5 separate regions of the Mus musculus genome follow, and all the other regions are linked to region 4. Evidence: chromatin contacts called from public HiChIP or PLAC-seq and promoter capture Hi-C data. All regions are on one chromosome and are shown on one strand. The core of a region is the stretch at or near the end of the contact, and the rest is flanking DNA. Distances in the headings are between cores, read along the strand shown. Region 1 holds the start of Tor1aip1 (torsin A interacting protein 1). Region 2 holds the start of Cep350 (centrosomal protein 350). Region 3 holds the start of Swt1 (SWT1 RNA endoribonuclease homolog (S. cerevisiae)). Region 4 holds the start of Dhx9 (DEAH (Asp-Glu-Ala-His) box polypeptide 9). Region 5 holds the start of Ivns1abp (influenza virus NS1A binding protein).

Region 1 (2,700 bases), core at 62-2,561, 2.5 Mb before region 4:
TATGTATAGAACCTCTTCACTTTCTTTTTCATGTATCCTTCAAACCAGAGTTTAACAAGCCAGCACCCAGGTGTCTTTAGTCATCTGTTGCACACACTGCCTTATGAGCTTAGAATATAAACACTACAAAAATTTATATCCTTTCACTGCTGTACATCTATTAAAGAATTTTTGTGATTGTTGACTGTGTAAATAGGCACTTTACAAACAAAGCATTACTGGAAAAGACACAAGCCAAACATTACCAAGTTATCAGTACTTCTCAGCGTTTTGTAGAAAAAAAAAAGCCACACCCAGTTTTCAGGCTACCACGAATGAGTATCACTTTCGTTTTTCCTTAAGTTTTGTTTTCTAAAAAAGTGCTACCAAGTGTGGTGGCCCACACCCTTAATCCTAGCGTTTGGGGAGCAGCGGCAGGTTGATCTCTGTGAGGCTGAGGCCAGTCTAGTCTACAGTTCCAGGACAGGCAGAGATCACCCTCCCTCCCTCCTTTCACTCACTTACACACACACACACACACACACACACATCTTTAAAAAAAGGGCAGCTGTCTCCTTATGGCTCCCCTTCTTTGTAGTTAATAAACAATGCTAAATGAAGCTCCAAACATGACTCTTGAGTCATCTGTGTTGCTGACCAAATTTATAGACTATTTGTGAAAATTCTAGTAACTGGGAATTTGTCTAAGTTTGAGTAACAACTTAAGGTCATTATTTAAAATACTGGAAAAAGGCAAATACTTTTAAGTTTTTTTTCAAAATCACTGTTATGTGGCTTCCAAATAAAAACTCAAAATCGATTTTTTTTTTTTTTAGGGCTAGGGTATAGCTTATTGGTATACCATTCACGTGAAAATTCAAGAATATGGTTGATATGGCTACGACTCAAAAATGGAAACACACCCCAAGAGTGTAACTAAACACAATTTTAAAGGGTCAACAGGTGAATAAAAATTTTAAACTGGGTAAAAGCAATTTCATAAAGGTCCATGAAACTATAATTTTCGCCATAAGATGACATGCAGAATTGCCTTTCTGATCATTTCTCCTCCCAGGGACATTTGAAAAGGAGTGGCCAAAGTAGCAGGGGAACTGCGCAACAGCTTGGGATCAAGGACTGAAACTTGCCCTTTCCCAAAGCCTCTGGGAGCCAGGACCAGCGCCCCCGGTGGTGGGCAACTGGCCATCAGCAGCTTGGCACAGGCCACTTGTCCTACCACCTCCTGGTCGCCCCCACCTTTCCCTCCAAGGCCAAGGACAGAGACGTCCTCCTCCCCCTTCTCCTCCTCTTTGGTGCCTTCAGCCAGGAGGCGGGAGTGACCCGCAGCAGCTGACCCAGCTCGGGCACTGCCTCTCCGACAGCCCTCAGGACACACCATGGGCCTGGAGGCTGGTTGGTGGCACACGAGCGAGGACGCAGGCGGCGGCCCCGGCGACTCTCAACTGCCTCCCTGACCACTGCGACAACCTCCCCGAAGCCATCGCCACTACCCGCAGCGGAATCTATCTGCGGCCAATCTATCGCCACGAACCGACTACCAGCTACGTAAACAACTATGGCGGGAGAAAGGTGGCAGGCCGAGGGGCCCGGAGAAGGTTGGGCCATCTACGTCACACCCAGAGCCCCCATCCGGGAGGGAAGGCGGAGGCTCGACCCGCGAAATGGCGACAGCAGTGACGCGCCTGCGTACGGAGCTCACCCGTCGCGCCGCGGACGACGGGAAGTGAGGTTTTCAGAGGAGCCGGCAGAAGTGTACGGCGACTTCGAGCCCCGGGCGGCCAAAGAAAGGTCTCCGGGGGGGAGACGAACCCCGCCAGAAAAGTTCCGGCCGGCTTCTGCGGGAGAGGAAGTGAGAGAAAGCGCTTACAACCTTCGCTCTCGACCACGGAGGCAGCGGCGAGCCCAGGAAGCCGAGGAGATGAAGACGCGGAGGTCTGCTCGCCTTGAGCAGCACTCACAGCAGCCGCAGCTGTCTCCGGCCACGAGCGGCCGAGGGTTACGGGACTCTCCGTCCTCCAGTGAGGACCGCGAAGGTAACAGTCTCGGCTGCGGGCTCGGGAGCGCGCGCGGCGGCGGGCACGCGGCGGCAGGCGCGCCCCCGTGGAGGCCGGCCCCGCTCCGGCCCCGCCTGGGTCCTGGTGATTTCTGCGGCCCTTTGGGCGCGCACTCCCGGATTGAGTCCACCCGGACCCTCAAGAGGGAAGGACGCAGTGGGCCGCGCGGGAAGGTGGTGGTGCGAAGTGACCCGAGCGGAGGCGGGCAGCTCTGCCTAGTCCTGGAGCTTCAGTTTGGGGGGTCTAGGTCTCCTCTTTCTGTAGGCTTTTGCTAGAGGTCGGCGGCTAAGCCATTGTCGGAGCCCCAAACTACTCTGCGCTCGGTTTCATTTCCGTCCTCTGAAGTTTCTACTGAAGCCACTTCCATTTCCTTTTTTTTTTTTTTTTTTTTTTTTTTAAATCTCGGGGGCCCCAAGTCCCCAGCTGAAAATCCTGTTTTTAAGTTAACTTTCCAGTCGGTTTCTTTCGTTTTTTTTTTTTTTCACCAAGATTGGGAAAACGAGATCATTTCTAGGCGGATGCTACGAGGAGTAGCTGACTTTAATGAATGGGTTGGTGACATTACTCCAAATACAGAGTCTGGTCTCTGCCAGACTTTCCCCCCAGATTGGAGGCCATCACGGTAATCTTAAGTAGCTAAACAAGT
Region 2 (2,700 bases), core at 113-2,612, 2.5 Mb before region 4:
GTGCTATAATATTGGGCAGATAGTGTTTCAGAACCCACTATTAAAAAGTAATCATAACTCAATAAGGGGATTGGATACGTTCTTTAAAATAACTAGGCTGGAGAAAAGGTAAATTTCACTTTTCTTTTTATTACATGTATGTATGTATGTATGTATGTAATCATACATGTCTTCTCATGCACCTGCACGCAATGCAGATCAGAGGACACCTTAGAGGAATCTGCTCTCTTGGTCCACCATTCTGGGTCCGGGGATCAAACTAAGATCGCCAGGCGTGGTGGCAATTCCCTTTACCTGCTAATCCATTTCCCTGCCGCAGTTCCACCTTTCAAATCTTTTTCTTGCTACTGCTTGCGTACTCGGGATCTCCACAACTCTCATTCTTTGCTGAAGTGCTGTTCTCAGGGAGGGTGTATACATTGACATATGTGCAGGACTTTTGTACATTCACGTAGTTCCTGCTGAGGCGCGGCTGTCTTATGGGGAGGATCAGTTATTGTCGTCTGCTTTTATTGATATGGTCAAGGTAGCGAACATTTATTGAACATCTACAGTGTTGTAGTTACTGTGCCAGGCCCTACTGGGTATACATAGAAAAAGGAGACTTTAAGACACCCATGGTACTTTAGATGAGAAATAATTTCGAGGCAAAGTAACTATCGGAGCCCAGAAGGTGGAGAGCTTAGCTGCAGTGAGCACCTAGCGGAAGGTGTCAGGCATTATTCGCAGAAAAGCTGTCCTTTACAGTCTTGACAGACGATAAAATTCACCAAGCGGAGGCTGGTGACAAAGACAAAGCTAAGAGAAAATATGTTGACCCCAGAGGGCTTCTCAAACCACAACACCGAAGGGAAAGGAAACGTAGTTTTTGCTTGTTTTGGAAAGAGCTTAAGCCATCAGTGTGCGTGCTGAACAGAACTGTAAACCCCTGGCCAATGAGAGGGCCGCAGTGACAGCAGCGAGCAGCCGCAAAGCTGCGGTTACTCCGATCCGCCTAGAGTGACGATTCCTTCTGAATCGTCTGCCGGGTCCCGGATCCCTGGGTCACCCTTGTCAAGTCCTCAGCGTGTTTTGGCTCGGGGGTGACCCGCTCAGCCAGAAGGCCCAATTAGCGTCAAAGGGAAGGGGGTGGTCTCCTCTGCGGATAGACTCTGGCTCCTCCCGAGTCCCGCCGAGCTCCCAAAGCGCCACACCAAAGATGGCTTCCCCGCATCCTCTAGCCTCGGGTCCGATCGCGCTCCTCCGTCGGCCACACTCAACATGGCTGGCCTTCACCCAGGGTTGCATTCCTGCGGAACCGTCTCCGGACAGTTCTCGCGAGGTTTGGCGAGTCTCTCTCCCCCCCCCCCCGCCCTCTCCCTCCCTGACTGCTCCCGCCCTGCCTCGCGCCGCCGCCACCGCCACTGCCGCCGGCGCCGCTCCTCCTCCGTGTCAGTTGTTGAGCTGTAATGGCGACTGGGCCGCCGCTGCCGAAGTGACTCCCGGGGCGGGGGAGCGGGGCCGGACCTGCGCCTGAGAGGACTGCGGAGAGCCGCAGCTCGGGAGGGGGCTCGCGGCGGGGCAGAGGAAGGCCGCCTCTGCGCCTCTCCTTCCTTGCCTGCCGCCCGGCGGATCCCGGGAGCCGGGGCGAGGCGGGCACCCGGTGCGTCCCCGGAGCGGGGAGGCCAGGCCGGGCAGCCCTGGGGCCGGTCGGGGCGGCGTCACTGCACCCTCCGCCAGGCCCCGCGGGATGCACCGTGGGAGCCGAGGGCGGAGGCGACACTCTCAGGTGAGCTGCGGGGAGACCTGGCGGAGCCTGCTCCGCCTCGGATGTCTCTGTCCGCGGTCCCAGGTCCCCGAGGTGGCCAGAGAGGCGGGGCGGGGCCCCCCTGGCACTGCCTGACGTCCCCCCCGGGGACCCTCCTTGGGTCCCGAGACTTTTCCTGGAGGGTCATCCTGAGACCTGGGCTCCCGGACCTACTGGTGCCCACGGAAGACAAGATTTCTTTGCTTACCTGCCAGTGTCGCCCTCAGCACCCTCGCCCCTCCTCTTGTCTGCATAGAGTTAAGCCACCTCTCACCTTTGGTCTCCGAAGTGTCCCTTCTTCGTTTGGAGATCGAGCATATTTTGGGAAATTCCGGGGCACTAGCTCCAGTGTCAGGAACAGTTTCTGTTCCTTTTCCTGGGTGTAATATTCTCAAAGTGCAGTATGGGGAAAACTTTGATCACCTCCAGTCCAGCAGCAGTTGTTGAATGGAGTCCACCGGCTTATTCACACATGATTGGGTGGAGAGGGGGTGACATTTAACAAGCCTTACACGTTGGAAGTTGTCACTTTCCCTCCCCTCCCCCCTCTTTTAAATTCAGACTAATATGCTAAATCATATTTAGTTAATGTCACAGATACAGGCAGAAATTTGCCAGGGTTTTAGTTTTCAAGTTCGGAACTTGCAAATAGGTATAGATTTTTTTTTAAATGGATTTTTTGATGTTGTAACAAATGTTTCATTTGGGGGGAAAAAATAGGCCCTTAGGAATAGTGGTCGGTATCCATGTACTCTACTTAATTGTTTTGCTGGTGTTTCTTGTTTTGAAATTGGAGAAGTCGTTAGTGTTGCCATGTTAACCTGCTCCCTTCGCTTGTATTTTAAAGATTTAAATGGACAGTCCATCCTAGACCAACCTACTATTAGCACCTGGGAATTTTTGAAGAGGCAATA
Region 3 (2,708 bases), core at 109-2,608, 2.1 Mb after region 4:
TTTTTTAGGCCCGCTGTGCAAAATGTTAAGAAGATCCTTAAAATGCTAATAATTATCAGTCTTATGTTTCTTATATGAACCGAAAAACCACCACTCGGAACATGTATAAACACATTCAGAAAATAAAAATATGGGCTATACGTTTTCACGATCGTTGTCCTTTGGAATGAAGTACAAAGCTCAATTAGTATTTGGCAGATACAAGAGACGGAGTTTCTATTCTCGGGAGCAAAGTATACTCCAGCAATGAGACAAATCCATCAGTGTGTATAAGTCCTGACTGAAAAATGCTTTCAGTTTCTCAATCTTGATCTACTACTACCTTAGTACCTCCATTACTGTAACACAGTGGAAAGTTTTAAAACTATTGTAGACTGGGTTGAGATGGAAACTACTAAAGACACTAACGGACACAGCCACTAATTTCATTGTTTATTTTTCTCTGCCTCACGCCTGGCCTTCATATATCCTTCAGGATGATATCCTCGAGGTTTATGGAAGAAGTATCCCTTTCCATGCTGTATTCCTTTTACTCTTACCTGCCGCTCTGGTTCCTCCTCCTCCTCCCATTTTTCTAAATTTGCCTTTCCACATTAAAAAAAACACCCTGGAGAAGGGCCTCCCCTATTCCCCAGCGAGGCATGGTTTCTCGCTTCTCTGCGGCAGAGAGATCAGGCCGTCTGCACTTACTGCTTTCAGCCTCCTCGGGGACAGAGGCTAGGGACGGGGACAGGGCCGGAGCCGGGGCCGGGGCAAGGGCTGGGGCTGGATCCGAGTCCGGCGTCGGAGCCGAGTCCAGAGCCGTATCTGCGGCCGGAGCTGGGACCGGAGCCGAATCCGGGGCCCGGGTCGGGACCCTGACCTGGGCCTCCTCCTTCTCCTGGGGTAGCAGCTCCTCCTCCGCCATATTCTCCATAGTTACGGCCTCCGAGCCAGGGGACGCGGAGGGGACTCGCGGCGGAGTGGGTTAATAGACGTTAATGCACACAGGGCTGGATCCAAGGGCGGGGAAGCAATTGGGAAGGCTGTACGCGTGCCACAGACAAACGGCGGAGCTCCAGTGACCCAACCCTGTCAGCAGAAAAACTGAAAGCCAGAGGCAGCGGTTCGACCCTTCGCCGGCTTCCCCTTCCCCGAGGCGTTACGACGCCACCACAGACTGCGCAGAAGCGTGTGGCGGACAGTGTCCAATGAGGAAAAAGAGTTCCGTTTCCTCGGTACGTCCTCTGCATCACTGGCCGCCACCGAACCGAAATAAGACTACAACACCCAGGAGGCATCGCGCCTCATGGGCGGTGCTCAGTTCCGGTCCTTGGAGGAAACACACACAGAGCGCCGAGAACTCTAGAATTGCCTGGAGCGTTCGGCTCCTGGCGGGGGTCCGAGTACAGAACTACATTTCCCAGTGTGCAGCGGGCTCTGGGAAGGCGCTTTGGGTGTCCGACTGGTCCGGGGAATCGCCACTGTCGCTGTGGCTGCTGCTGCCGCGGACTCAGGTAAGTTAGGGTATTCCGGGCGCGTGGACATCTCTCTGGGCGACAGCTTTTCACTGCTGGCCTCCTGTACCCGGACGTCGGTCGGGCTCGGGACCCGCGAGCTGAGGTCTGGGCCGGGCGACTGCGGGGGCTGGTCGGAGGTCGGCCGGCTCGTGGAGTGTGTGGCCGGGTTGCTCCAGCTGGACCTGAGGCGGTGGGGGGACCGATGGCGGCTTGTGTGGGGGTGGGCCGAGGCAGTTTATGAATCCCAGAAGCACTTTTCTGTCAGCCCCCTGAGGTAGAGTCCTGACTCCGCTCTCCACAACTTTCCCCCCCACAACTTGCGACCCGGACGCTCTTCACTTTTTCAATTTTGCCTCTAGGTTAAGGATAGCAGAATAGGCGCGGTGTGGTTGTAGGAGATTGTTTTGCAGTTTTGACCTGTTTTGTTTTGTTTTTTTTTAGGCTTTTACTAACAAATGTATCACTTTGATGCATTTCAGATTCTCTAAGGAATATGGCCAGGGAATCCTCTGCGCCTCAAGTTTTATAAATATATATATCCTGGACTTGTTTATCACCGAAGTCTTATTTGTTCTCTTCACTTTATTTCTAATAAGCACACTGGAGCAGACTGGAAAAACAAAACAAAAACAACCCAAATTGATCTTTCTTTCAGGTTGCCTGCTTCGGACTGTCTTGAGCGTTTAAGGCAAGAGGGGAGGTTCTCAGGTTTTTTTCCTCTGTTGGGAAACCATAGGAGACGGTGTGTGATTGTTTGTTACTTTGAAATGCTGTCTGGAAGTTTTGCTCTCTCATTGTCCTTCCTAGTTGGAGTGTTTGAAGGTGTTTTTCCTTCCCCAGTTTAACGTAAACTTTGTCCCCACCAGTCTTTTGCAAGTTCTAAAGCCCTTAAGGGCTACGAATGTACTTATCTCAGTGGTAAAGTATTTGCTTAGCTCCTTAGCTTAAAGGTCAGAAGCCTGGCCCCACAAGACGACTGAAGGCCTTTTAACCGCTTTTGGACTAGGATTCCTATGTGGGGAGTTAACTATTTAACGATTAAAAGTGAGACAATAGCACCTATTACAACCTGTAGAAATGGTAACTAGGACCAGAGAGATTGTTCAGTGGTTTAGGTCACCTGCTTTTCTTGCGGAAGACTCTTATCAGTTCCCAGCCATCCACTTGACAGATGGAAACCATCTGTAACTCCAGGTCCCAGGGATTTGA
Region 4 (2,700 bases), core at 180-2,679:
ACAACTAGGTTGGGGATGCTGGGCTTGAGTGTAGCTTAGTAGTAGGGTAACCTTGAGTTACTCTTCAGTACTTCAAAAATACAACACCCCTCAAAACAAGTATTAAACTCAAGAGTCTTCTCACTTGAAGCTAAACAAAACACAGGATTTTGAGATAATTGGGAGCATGCCTTTAATCCCAGCCTGAGGGGTGAGGGGTGGGGCAGAGGCAGACAGATCTCTGTGAGTCCCAGGACAGCCTGGTTTACAAATCCAGGATAGCCAGGGCTACACAAAGAAACCCTGTCTTGGAAAAAAAAAAAAAAAAAAAAAAAGAGTCCCTCGTCCCTCTCCCCAGCCAAAAGGTAAGTGGAGAAGTTGTGTCTTGAGCTAGGGTTTTCTTTTTGGTGGGGTAATGGGTTTTACTACAATGGGATTAATGGCATATACCACCACCCCTGGCAATAAACCAATAAGCCAGGGCTCTCTTTCTTGTCTTAGATTCATTTTACTTTATGTCTTATGGCCTGTAGGTCAGTGCACCATGGTTGTACCTGCTGGGTCCCCTGGAATGGAGGTTATGGTTGTGTGTGAGCCACTGTGTGATTGAGAACTGAATCCAAGCCTTCCACAAGAGCAACAAGTGCTTTTAACTTCTAAGGTTTTTGTTCCTTTGCTGTTTAGACAGGATCTCATTATGTTGCCCTGGCCTTCCTTAAACATAGACCAGACTGTTTTGAACTTACGGAGGTCTGTCAGTCTCTGTTTCCTGGGTGCTGTGACTGGAGGCAAGTGCCACCATGCTACACACTGCCTGCAGCATTTTATTTCTTTTCTTTTTTCTTTTTCTTTTGGTTTTTCGAGACAGGGTTTCTCTGTGTAGGCTTGGCTGTCCTGGAACTCACTTTGTAGACCAGGCTGGCCTCGAACTCAGAAATCTGCCTGCCTCTGCCTCCCAAGTGCTGGGATTAAAGGCATGCGCCACTACTGCCCGGCTGCCTGCAGCATTTTGATGAAGCAGAAATACTTCAGTCCTTGTATTTTAACATACAGCACCCATAAATACATTGCTTTGGCATATTTTAAAGTGGCTATTCTGATAAACTCTGAAAGGATTAATCCTGTAACACTGCCCTTACGTAAGATAAACTATCAAAAAGGAGATCCATGGTGGCATGTCTCTAAATTTTGCCTTCAGAGGTGGAGGCAAGTGGACTGCGTTAAGTGGTGGGCTAGCTTGCTCTACAAAGACAAAGGCAAGGAGACATAACTTCCAGAAACCAAGCTGGTTAGCGACTGACAGGAAATTATGGGCCTAGGCCAGCAGATCTCGCGCGACCTCAGGTTTGGCGCCCGGAAGTGGTTCAAGCCCCGCCCCCTCGGGGCGTGCTGGCTCCGGAGTTGGCCTACCGCGCAGGCGCGAGTCGCCGACTCCGCCCCCTGGGTCCTGCAGTCGGAGCCATTTCGCCGCTGCTTCCATGCGGGTGAGGTGTGTTCTTTCGCCGTTCTCGTGGAAGGTTGGCGCTGCGAACTCGCCTAAGAAGGCTGTGCTCTCGGGCACGGAAAAGCGGAGGAGGGTAAGAAAGGGGGCGTTGCGGCCCCGGACGCGGGCTCATTGCTGCGGGCCGACGCCGGCCTCCGCGGCTCAGCCGTGGCTTTGTTGTGAGGCGCGGGCGGGCGAGCGTGTGGGGGAGGGGCAGCGCGGCGGGTACCCGGATTTACGGGCCGTGGGCGCCTCGCGCAGCGGAGCTCCCGTGGCCCTAGGCCCTGGGGTTCCTTGCACAGACTGGCCGCTCTCGGAGGCCTCTTCCTCACTCGGCCTGACGGGCGGCGGGTGTCTGTAATCAGTTGCGTGTAGGGGTAGCGGCTCGACGCCACCCGGCGCGTGGTGGTGGGGGGTCGTCCGCGGTTCTAATCCGGGACACCCGGGCCCCGTGGGGGTGCCCGCTTTGGGGTCCGGGGCTTCGCTGCAGGTCCTCCCGCTCCGCACTGGTGACGGGGCATGGCTGGGTGGGGCGGGATGAGGAGCAGGTGGTAGGAAAATGAATGCATGATTTAGTAAGTGATGGCGGAATTACACCGCGCAACGGGATAGCCCCGCTGTAGATAACGGTCGAAAGGGAGGGCGCCTCAGTCTGAGGGGTGCACGAGCCTGAGTCTGGCTTTGAGGTGCACAGTGTATCCGCTCCAAAGGGCAATGAGAGATCAGTTACGCCTAAGGCCAGACCTTCCTGGAGGAAGGGAGGGCCGGCCACGTGACCTGAGGGTGCGAAAAGAGATGAAAGAATTTGTTTCCGGGTGGCAAGAATGAAAACACAAAATTGGGAGCCATGACTCTAGCCTTTCATTCCAGCACTGGGGTTTGGTGGTGGAAGGTATTGTTCGATCTCTTGAGTCCGGGGCTACTACACATAGAAATCTTGTCTCATAAAACAAAATTTGATTTATTCCGATATGTGTGTGTATACGAGTATACGTGTATACGTATCAGGTAGTGGTGGCAAGTGAGAGAGGAGCTGTAGAAAAACAAACGAGTAATAGTGGAGGCATTTCTGGAGCCAAAACAGCAGGGCAGATGTGACATGATGGAAAATTTGGCATCCATCTAGGCTCTCGACAAGAGGATAAGTTCTAGGTCTGTAAAAGAAGTTGTGGGGTTTTTGTTTGTTTTTTTGGTTTTTCGAGATAGGGTTTCCTCTGTATAGCTCCAGCTATCCTGGA
Region 5 (2,757 bases), core at 126-2,625, 2.1 Mb after region 4:
TCAACCACTGGTGTTAAAATTAAAGAAAATATGGCTAAGGTGATTTAGTCCGTGCGGCTTGTGTGCTCTTACTTCCAGAGCTATGGTGTATTGCCAAAACAGGAGACCACAACAAAACTCCTAAGAACTTGATATCTGGGTGTTCTAACCTCCACTACTGACAGACATTAAACAAAACGTTGCCTTTTAGGCCGTCCGACTTCTTTTTGATCGAAATGTTTGCTCTCCGGAATCATTTATCTGCAACTTATTGAGGGAAAGGCGGAAATATTTCTCAAATTTGTGTGTGTGTGTGTACAGATTTCCTTACGTTAATCTCCACTCTGACACTCCCCGGTGTCTTATCAACGAGGTCCTTTACCCAAAAATAGAAAAAAAAAAAAAAAGGTGATCGGACGAAAAGCCTGCTCTCCACCTATTTCTTTCAGAGAACATGGAGCCTGTGCCCCGGCGCGCCGGGGACCCCGCGCTGCAAGGCCTGGGGCGCGCTCTCGGCGGGTACAGCGAGGCACCCGCACACCCCCGGCCGCGATTGGCCGCGATTGGCCGGCGGCGCAGTCACTCAGAGCTGACACGTCAGGGCAGCCGCTCCCTCGCTCCTCCCGCCTCCTTTTCCCCGCGCTTGGCAAGAAAAGCGGGCAACGTGGAGCTCGAACAAAGGACCCCGTGGTCCACGGCGACCAGGGACTCCGTGCCACCCCACGCCTAACCCCTGGAACCGATGCGCTCTGAGGGCGGCTCTGTGTCCCCACGCGCCGGCCGCGGGGAGTCTTAGCCCGGAGAGCCCCAAACCGCAGCCGGCACCTCGCTCCTGACAGCGGGAAACGATGTCTACAGTCCTCGGTGGCCGCCGCTCTCATCCGGCGGGTCATCCCTCCTAGTCCTCCGCCGGGCCAGGTCCCGGGGACCCTCCGTCACCCAGCGCGGAAGCCTGACGATCCCCGCCCCGGCGGAGGAAGGTCCGGGACCACCGCGCTCTTCCCCCGCCAGCCGGCAACCGAGCCGAATGCGGAGCCCCGCGATGCCCGTGTCTCCCGGGACAGCGGGACGCTCCGCACCACCACCATCTTCCCACCCCGCCCTCTCCCTCCCGCGGCGCCCGCGTACAGCGCGTTACCTGGGTCATCTCTGAAGAGATGGCGAAATTCATCTCCAGAGCTTCGACGGGCTGCAGGCGGAAGGCGCTGGAAGGGGCTCGGGGCGACCGGGCGGGAGGCTGCGGGCTGAGGAAGACCAGTGGGTACTCGCGGGAACTCGCTCGCCGCCACGACGCGCCCAGCACCTCCGAGCGACTGACCGACCTCCACGCGCGTCCCGAACACACTGCCACCGCCGCCGCCGCCGCGCGCGCTCGCGCCGCACTCCCTCGCACGTCACCACGTGCGCTGCCGCCAACGCCTCCCGGCCGCTTCCGGCTCTGATGCCTGAGCGAATCACAGGCGAGCTCCCGGGAAGATCCCGCTCTGAGGCTCCGCCCCCGGACAGGGCCCCGCCCACCTCATAGCTCTTTTCCTCAACCGCCCCCTCCTTCCTTCTCGGCTCAACTAGGTCAGCGCAAGGTGATCCGGGAGAGCGGGGCGGCGGGGACCGCTCCTCCTGTTACTTATCGAGCGCGCGCTCCCTCCCGAGCCTCACACCCTCGCTTCGCCCTTTTTTTTCCACTGTCCAGGAACTGGTTCCCTCCTTCCTCTTCCACCTGCCCTACCTTCTCCAGAGATCCGACGTGGCGATTAGAGTTCTCAGCGTCACACTGACTTCTAGGCAACTAGCCTAGACTGGAGCTGCGTGTTGTGGGAACCCCGCGGCAGTAGTTGAGCATCAGGCTCTTACCTTGGAGGTGGAGGGGTGAGAAGAATGGAGGAAGAAGGGATAAGTCAGAGGAGGGCCTGAACAACTAGCCCCTCTATTGGCCTGCTTTGGGTGAGCATTCAGTGAGTGTGTTTAAAAAAAAAAAAAAAAAAAAAAAAGGTGAAAGAGATATTATCGGTGTGCCATAAAATGCGTGTTCACTTCTACTTTTTGTCCCCCTCTGGTATCAGTTCCTGATGTCTCGACTTCTTTGGACAAAGAAAAGTAGCTTGGGGAATTGTTAGTCCCTATCTCTACCCCCTGGGGCCTTTTAACCCAGGAGCCAAGCCCAGTCATCCACCCACCTTGCCCCTAGGAGGCAGGCAGTTGTTTAGGTCAAATGTGATTTAAGCTGGGCTCCACTTCTTCATATGACTCTGAAGCACATGCTGGGAAGTTTCCTTGATTGAAGATGAGGGGATTTGGTGAGATTATATCCAAAGGTCTATAAAGTATACACATAATCGAGTTAGGTAAAGGTTTCCAGATTAATGCTTATACTGGTTTATAGAGGGCGCTTACACAGTCTAGACCTGACTTTGATCATCCCGCTTAATTTGTAGCCATTTCTTGGAGCTCTTTGACAATGCTTCCTACCCTTCTTTAATGTGTTAGCGGGTAGGAAATAGAAATTGGGAGGGGGGTCTTCATTACTTTTAAAAAATAAGATCTTGTGGCCAGGAGACGTTTCTTTTTTGTTGTTGTTTCACAAAAGGAGGAAGTAGAAACTGAGCTGTCAGCTAGTATGATTATGTGTCTTAGAGAAACTGGCATTTGCCGTCCAGCTTTTCTCTTTGATAGCACATTACTTTTGTTGCAAATGACACTATTAGGGACCTGGATTACTGAGCTCCTTCTGGCAGTGAGAGAATATGAACTGCCCACTTGGGACAGGCACATGACTGGCCT

The links. HiChIP or PLAC-seq counts read pairs in DNA pulled down with a chosen protein or histone mark. Capture Hi-C pulls out chosen DNA fragments and counts their contacts.
Region 1: a contact with region 4 is called in an H3K27ac HiChIP or PLAC-seq map of thymic regulatory T cells, with 13 times the contacts expected there. The contact joins the promoter of Tor1aip1 here to the promoter of Dhx9 in region 4. A contact is called at or near these places in 3 of 39 promoter capture datasets (hippocampal neurons, liver and pre-B cells), 4 of 484 Hi-C or Micro-C datasets (B cells, CD4 T cells, regulatory T cells and 1 more), 3 of 115 datasets of contacts at active chromatin or transcription factors (astrocytes, effector CD8 T cells and thymic regulatory T cells) and 1 of 9 other capture datasets (liver).
Region 2: a contact with region 4 is called in a promoter capture Hi-C map of liver, with 7 times the contacts expected there. The contact joins the promoter of Cep350 here to the promoter of Dhx9 in region 4. A contact is called at or near these places in 1 of 39 promoter capture datasets (liver), 2 of 484 Hi-C or Micro-C datasets (CD4 T cells and CD8 T cells), 3 of 115 datasets of contacts at active chromatin or transcription factors (astrocytes, regulatory T cells and thymic regulatory T cells) and 2 of 9 other capture datasets (adipose tissue and liver).
Region 3: a contact with region 4 is called in a promoter capture Hi-C map of liver, with 3 times the contacts expected there. The contact joins the promoter of Swt1 here to the promoter of Dhx9 in region 4. A contact is called at or near these places in 1 of 39 promoter capture datasets (liver), 2 of 484 Hi-C or Micro-C datasets (CD8 T cells and hematopoietic stem and progenitor cells), 1 of 115 datasets of contacts at active chromatin or transcription factors (epiblast stem cells) and 2 of 9 other capture datasets (adipose tissue and liver).
Region 5: a contact with region 4 is called in a promoter capture Hi-C map of liver, with 4 times the contacts expected there. The contact joins the promoter of Ivns1abp here to the promoter of Dhx9 in region 4. A contact is called at or near these places in 1 of 484 Hi-C or Micro-C datasets (the N1E-115 cell line), 2 of 115 datasets of contacts at active chromatin or transcription factors (memory CD8 T cells and thymic regulatory T cells) and 2 of 9 other capture datasets (adipose tissue and liver).

The regions. Positions count from the first base shown.
Region 1 is chr1:156,035,091-156,037,790 of GRCm38.p6, reverse strand. It overlaps Tor1aip1 (torsin A interacting protein 1), which reads left to right and starts at 1,311. Exons shown (of 10, transcript NM_001160018.1): 1 at 1,311-2,033. The coding sequence starts at 1,556. Tor1aip2 (torsin A interacting protein 2) reads right to left here and starts at 2,127. Exons shown (of 7, transcript NM_172843.4): 1 at 1,683-2,127.
Region 2 is chr1:155,971,917-155,974,616 of GRCm38.p6, reverse strand. It overlaps Cep350 (centrosomal protein 350), which reads left to right and starts at 1,362. Exons shown (of 38, transcript NM_001039184.1): 1 at 1,362-1,768.
Region 3 is chr1:151,427,085-151,429,792 of GRCm38.p6, reverse strand. Swt1 (SWT1 RNA endoribonuclease homolog (S. cerevisiae)) reads left to right here and starts at 1,358. Exons shown (of 20, transcript NM_025819.4): 1 at 1,358-1,496. Trmt1l (tRNA methyltransferase 1 like) reads right to left here and starts at 1,251. Exons shown (of 15, transcript NM_026876.4): 1 at 691-1,251. The coding sequence starts at 916.
Region 4 is chr1:153,486,389-153,489,088 of GRCm38.p6, reverse strand. It overlaps Dhx9 (DEAH (Asp-Glu-Ala-His) box polypeptide 9), which reads left to right and starts at 1,429. Exons shown (of 28, transcript NM_007842.2): 1 at 1,429-1,556.
Region 5 is chr1:151,343,116-151,345,872 of GRCm38.p6, reverse strand. Ivns1abp (influenza virus NS1A binding protein) reads right to left here and starts at 1,375. Exons shown (of 15, transcript NM_054102.2): 1 at 1,118-1,375. It also overlaps the pseudogene Gm10138.